Linked DNA regions of Mus musculus: region 2 is linked to region 1. A link is a contact called in public promoter capture Hi-C data. All regions are on one chromosome and are shown on one strand. Each heading gives the region's core, a stretch centred on a gene start, on an enhancer-like site or on the middle of the called end of the contact. The rest is flanking DNA. Distances are from core to core; before and after follow the strand shown.

Evidence for each region. Promoter capture Hi-C pulls out the DNA fragments that hold promoters and counts their contacts.
Region 2: a promoter capture Hi-C map of frontonasal cranial neural crest shows a contact between it and region 1. The contact joins two enhancer-like sites. A contact is called at or near these places in 7 of 39 promoter capture datasets (the C10 cell line, the HPC-7 cell line, cranial neural crest and 4 more) and 1 of 115 datasets of contacts at active chromatin or transcription factors (embryonic stem cells).

What each region holds. Positions count from the first base shown.
Region 1 is chr3:90,172,983-90,176,010 of GRCm38.p6, reverse strand. Nup210l (nucleoporin 210-like) reads right to left here. Exons shown (of 40, transcript NM_029937.2): 22 at 1,554-1,681; 23 at 41-173. Among named protein-coding and RNA genes, the nearest start is that of Gm24185, 24 kb to the left of the region's middle. Within about 2 kb of position 1,555, at least 1 of the 459 cell types and tissues checked has an H3K27ac peak or open chromatin away from gene starts, as enhancers often do.
Region 2 is chr3:90,445,072-90,448,099 of GRCm38.p6, reverse strand. No RefSeq gene overlaps it. Among named protein-coding and RNA genes, the nearest start is that of Ints3, 13 kb to the right of the region's middle. Within about 2 kb of position 1,434, at least 284 of the 459 cell types and tissues checked have an H3K27ac peak or open chromatin away from gene starts, as enhancers often do.

The sequences.
Region 1 (3,028 bases), core at 306-2,805:
GCCAATGCTGTGACGTGAGGACATGAGGGACTTTACCCACCTCGATATGCCGAGGCGCTGATGTGAATTTCTTCCCCATTCTGTCTGTGGCAATGGCTACAAGTGTGGTTTGTCCAACAGTGACAGCACGGAGCATGTAGTTTTCAGAGTACTCATCCTGATCTTCCATTAATCTGCAAAGATCCATGTGGTACCAGTGAGAAAGATCTGGCAGTTGTCTGTCTGTTTCAGACAGCATCCCTCTATGCAGATCTGGCTGTCATGGAACTTACAGAGATCTGCCTTCCTCTGCCTCCTGGTGCTGGGATTAAAGGATTAATTAAAAATGCCACTAAGCCCTGCTGAGGTCAGGTTTTGAGAAGGATCAGTAATTCATCTTTCTAAGATGCTTAATGTATTTTAATTCTTGCTAAATGAACCTTCCAGAAAATGAATCTCCAGAGTCAAGACTAATTTCCTGCGATGACAACAAATTCCTGGGGAGCAGAACCTTTCTTCCAGGCAGAAAGGATTAAGTGTGATAAGAACAGCGACAGCATTGCGAGGACCAAATTCCCGAGCAGACAGAATCTCATAGAATCCAGGATGGCCTTGAACTCACACTCCTGTCTCCACCTCCCAAGGCTGGGATGGCAGGTGTAAGCCACTGTGCTCAGGGGATTCTTTTTTGTTTTTTTTTTAAGATTTATTTATTTATTTTATTTATATGAGTACACTGTTGCTCTCTTCAGACACGCCAGAAGAGGGCATCAGATCCCATTACAGAGAGTTGTGAGCCACCATGTGGTTGCTGAGAATTGAACTCAGGTCCTCTGAAGAGCAGCCAGTGCTTTTAACTGCTGAGCCATCTCTCCAGCCCCCTCAGGGAATTCTTGTATGCCTTCTTTTTTGAAGGAGACTATCAAGAAAGTTTGTTAGCAATTTTTGAAGGCCTTCCAGGTTAAGGCACTCCCAGAATATAACATCCAAGGAGAGTTTTAGAAAACAAAAACAGAAATGGCATATTTTAGTGCTTAAACTAAATGACATATTTTAGTGATTTAGGGATTTGAATGTTTTAATTTTAATATTTAATTTTATGCTTTTATTTTTCGTATTTGGTTTACATGCATGTCTGTGCATCACTTGTGTGTCTGGCCAGAAGAGGGTGTTGGATCTTCTGGAACTGGAGCTATAGACTGTAACAGGCTGTACACCGCCAAGCAAGTGCTGGAAATCAAACCCAGATCCTCTGGAAGAGCAGCCAGTGCTCTAACCACTGAGCAATCTCTCCAGCCCCATTATTTTAACTTTTGAGGGAGCCCTGTATAACTCAGTCTGGCCTTAAAATTGTGATATTTGAGTCTCAGCCTCCTGAGTGCTGGGGTTACGGGTGTGCACCACAGCACCCAGCCTAAATGAATACTTCCCAGGGACACTGACAGAGAACAGAGTATGTTCAAAGAAAACTACAGAAAGGACAGAAAACAATCTGACTAAACTAAGGGAAGCCGAGAGGCCACGAGGAGGGAGACTCTCATCGTAGGAGAGAAGAGGTACTGAGTGGCACTCACCTCAGGGTGACGATGGCAGATGCCAGCTGCAGCCTGACTTCCATGTTTCTGAAGTACTTGTTCCGGAAAGGGTGTTTGGACGAGCCAAGAACCCTCACAACCACTAACACGGTTTTACCGATCTCAACCTAGTAGTTGAAAAAAGCCAGCAAGTGACAGGTATCCGTTAAGTAAGGATGGCTACATTTTGAGGGGCAGACATTTCTGTGCATGCTGGATGTTCCTGGTATGCCTCTGGTCAACTTACCCCGAAGCTGTGTGTACTATGTCGTCCCCATCTTTCCCTCCCTCTTCATGGATTCCTTCACTCCTTTCTTTTTAATTACTTGAATTTACTTGAATGTATGTATGTATTTACTTGAATGTATGTGCACACCTGTATGCACCGTAGTGCCAGGGAGATGAGAGGACAATTTGCAGGAGTTATTCTCTTCTTTCACCTGTGAGTCTAGGTAACCTCAGGCTTGGCAGTAGGTACCCTTACCAGTGAGCCACCTAGCCATCCATCTCCTAGCCATCCATCTCTGCCTGTGTCTCCTCTTCTTCTGTGGCCCAGGCTGGCCTGAATCTCATTTAGAACAGGATGGTTTTGAACTCACAGAGATTTGCTTGACTCTACCACCTGCATTCAGGGATCTCTCTCTCTCTCTCTCTCTCTCTCTCTCTCCCTCTCTCTCTCTCTCTCTCTCATTAAGTCAGTGTCTAACCCTGTAGCCTAGGCTGGTCTGGATCTCACTGTGTGCCCCATGTTAGCTTCAAACTTATGGCAATCTTAGCCTCCTGAGTTCTGAGATTGTAGGAGTTAGCCTCTAGCCTTTTGGATTTTGTTGTTGCTTTGATAGGGTTTTGTATTCTAAAATAGCCTTGAACTCACTATTCAGTGGATGTCCTCACCTCCCGGGATTATAAACTTGCACCATTACACCTGGTGTATTGGTATGGAGAGTGAACCCAGGGCTTTATGCAGTCCAGGCAAGGACTCTATGGACTGACCTATATCCCCAGTCTTTTCTAGGATTTTACATTTTTATTTATTAGCCAGATAGTAGGGTACGTCATTAATCCCAAAATTTGGGAGATAGAGTCAGATAGATCTCTATGAATTCGAGGTCAGCCTGGTTTAAAGAGTGAGTTCTAGGATAGTCAGGCATACACATTAGAAATCCTATTTTGAATCCCCCATATGTATAGTTATAGGTATAGGTATAGGTATAGGTATAGGTATAGGTATAGGTATAGGTATAGGTATGCATGTGTGTGTATGTGTGTGTGTGTATATATATATATATATATATATATATATATATATATATAGAGAGAGAGAGAGAGAGAGAGAGAGAGAAAGAGAGAGAGAGAGAGAGAGAGAGGACAGTTTCTCTGTGTAGCCTTGGTTATCCTGGAACTCACTTGGTAGACCGGGCTGGCCTTAAGCTCAGAGATCTTCCTGCCTCTGTCTCCCCAGTGTGGGATGTGCT
Region 2 (3,028 bases), core at 185-2,684, 270 kb before region 1:
CAGACTGGCCCTTAGGAATGGATCCCTTCAAAACTCAGCTGTGATGTGGGAGTTAGGACACTCCTCTTCCTTACACTCTCCCATGCTGGTATGGGCAAATCTGGATTTGCCCAGTGTCCTGCAACAGGGCTGGAAATGCCCTGCACTTGGCAGAATGTTTGCCTAGCATGTGAAGGCCCAGGCTCCAACTCTGACACTGCATAAGTTGGTCGAGTGTGGTGATCCAGGCCTCTAAGTCCACCATTCTGGAGAGGTAGAAATCTTTTTCTTTCCTTTTTTTTTTTTTTTTTTTTTTTTTTCCTCGATACAGGGTTTCTCTGTATAGCCCTAGCTGTCCTGGAACTCACTTTGTAGACCAGGCTGGCCTCTAACTCAGAAATCCACCTGCCTCTGCCTCCCAAGTGCTGGGATTAAAGGCATGCGCCACCACTGCCCGGCCAAAAATCTTTTTCAACTATCAAGTTTGGAGGATAATAACCAGTCAACGATAAATAAATAAATAAATAAATAAATAAATAAATAATAAGCAAGCAAAGTCTGAATCCTTCTTTCCCAAGTCACCTAACACCTTCCTAAACAATCAGGCAAGAATGTCAGGGAGAGGTGTAGCTTTGCTTCCCCCGCAGAGAAGGAAAGTGCCAGACATTTCTTCAGTACTATCCATCAAATGCAGACAGGCCTCTGCCCTGACCTCCACAGGCCTCTTCCTGGAGACTGGGCCAAGTAAACATGGAGGTAGGGTGGAACCCCAGGGGCGTAGAGATGTGGCTACCAGGCAGTCAGTACTCCCACATACACCAAAGGTGGCTTTGAAGGTCAGATGTGATTTACTGAGCGAGGGCGCTTATGAGGTCGGTGCTTGGATGAAAAGCTCAGGAGAAACATAAAGAAAGATGGTCGCCCTGGCAACCACAGCACGCTCAACTTTCTGTGGGCCCTGGTACCCATTTTAGCTCCCAAGCTCAATTCCACCTCCCAGGAACTGTAGACAGCCCCCTAATGAGAGGCTATGATGTAACTATGGGGACCTAGGAGGTGATACTCGGGCATGAGCCATCAGAGAGACTGGCTTTGGGGAAGAGAGACTGGGATGAGGTAGGGAAGGGGGTGGGGAGCTAGATGACTGCGGAGCTCCAGCAAGACAATTCTAGGAAACTGCCGGTCAGATCCTTCCGGGGCAGCCGGGCTCCAGCGGGCACTAGGAGGGGAGGGGATTGGGAGGGGGCCCAGTGGAGACGCCAAAGGAGTAGATTTCTGCAACCCCAGAACTTTCACTGGAACTGAGATTTCCTTCCGGAGTTAGGCCCCAGAAGCCAGGAAGAACTGGGAAAACCATTACTGAGGGGAAGGGGGCGGGAGAGGGTAAGCAAGACCGCCCCTCCCCCAAGCGGGGGGCTCCCGCCCATGTGGGAGGGGCTGTCTAGCCTCAGCGTTTCCTGGGTTGTCCAGCCCAGTGGGTTAGGAGGAGGGGTGGAGAAGGGCTGCAGGGTTTCCCTGGAGTGTGGTTTGTGTAATAACAAAAGCAACAATTGGCATTCGGCTGTGCCTTACAGTTGACAAAGGCTTTCACATACACTATCTCATCAGATCACATGACGCCCCTGACCGGGGAGGGAAGACCAAGCAAGCCAGTAGAGTAGGAAGGCGCAGCAGAGATCCAGCTGTGGGTAGGAGGACCCACAGCTCCAGCAAGGCCAGGACCTGGAAAAAACAGAGCTGACATAAGCAGACAAATATCCTCCCCCACTCCCAGCGGCTGTTTTCTCTATGTCAAAGAGCTCAGCTCCGGTAATTTTTCATAGTGGTACGTTTAATAATATTTCTGCAAAATAATTTATACCTTTAGGAACAGATCTATGAAATCTAATTAATGGCAGAGACCAATTTTGCGGCCTTAAAGACGTTTGTAAATTAAGACGAAGAAAATACTTTTAAATTAACCATTAAAAAATGCCTTTCAAGAAGATTTACTCTCTCTGGGTTGGAACGCAACTAAAATGAAGGATTGAGATGCTGATAAATTTGGTGTTGCACAAAATGGGAATGAGGAGGGTCACTAAGGAGGGCGGGCGGGCGTGAGACTACATTTGCTGGAGGACACAGCCCTGCTGTGTCACTAGCAGCAGGAGGAGTTTCCCCTTTAGGGACCTCCATTCAATAAAAACTAGATCCTTGACTACTCCACAAGAAAGAATTTCAAGATAAGCCAAAGGGAAGCAAAGTTAGTGAGCTTATTACGTAGAATTATATAAGAAAAGGACCATATGCAATCTGGTGGCCCAAGACATACAGGTGTGAGGCTACTGTTGGCTGTTTTTACAATGACTAGCCAGATGGCGGTGGCCCAGGTTTTTAATCCTAGCACTTGGCACTTGGGAGGCAGAGGCAGACAGATCTCTGGGTCATAGGTCAGGCCTAGTCTACAGAGTGAGTTCCAGAATAGCAGGAACTACACTGAGAAACCCTGTCACAAAAAAAAAAAAAAAAAAAAAAAAAAATGGCAAGACTGGAGCGATGGCTCAGCGGTTAAAGAGCACTGGCTGTTCTTCCAGAAAACCTGGGTTCAGTTCACAGCACCAACATAGCAGCTCACAACTGCCTGTAACGACAGTTCCAGGGCATCCAACACTCTCACATAGACATGCATGCAGGCAAAACACCAATGCACATAAAATAAAACTAAAGAAATAACTTTAAAAAAGAAAGAACTTTTTTAAATGTTTTTTTTTTCTTTTTTCTTTTGGTTTTTCAAGACACGGTTTCTCTGTATAGCCCTGGCTGTCCTGGAACTCACTCTGTAGACCAGGCTGGCCTCGAACTCAGAAATCCACCTGTCTCTGCCTCCCGAGTGCTGGGATTAAAGGCGTGCACCACCACGCCCAGCTACCAAAATGTTTTTAAAAATTAAAAAATACATACATACACATATGTGACACATATATACACATCAAATACATACATCAAATTTACAACACAGTTTAAAGATTAGGTAAAGCTTGAAATTTAAAGTTAAAAGTTTAAAATATAT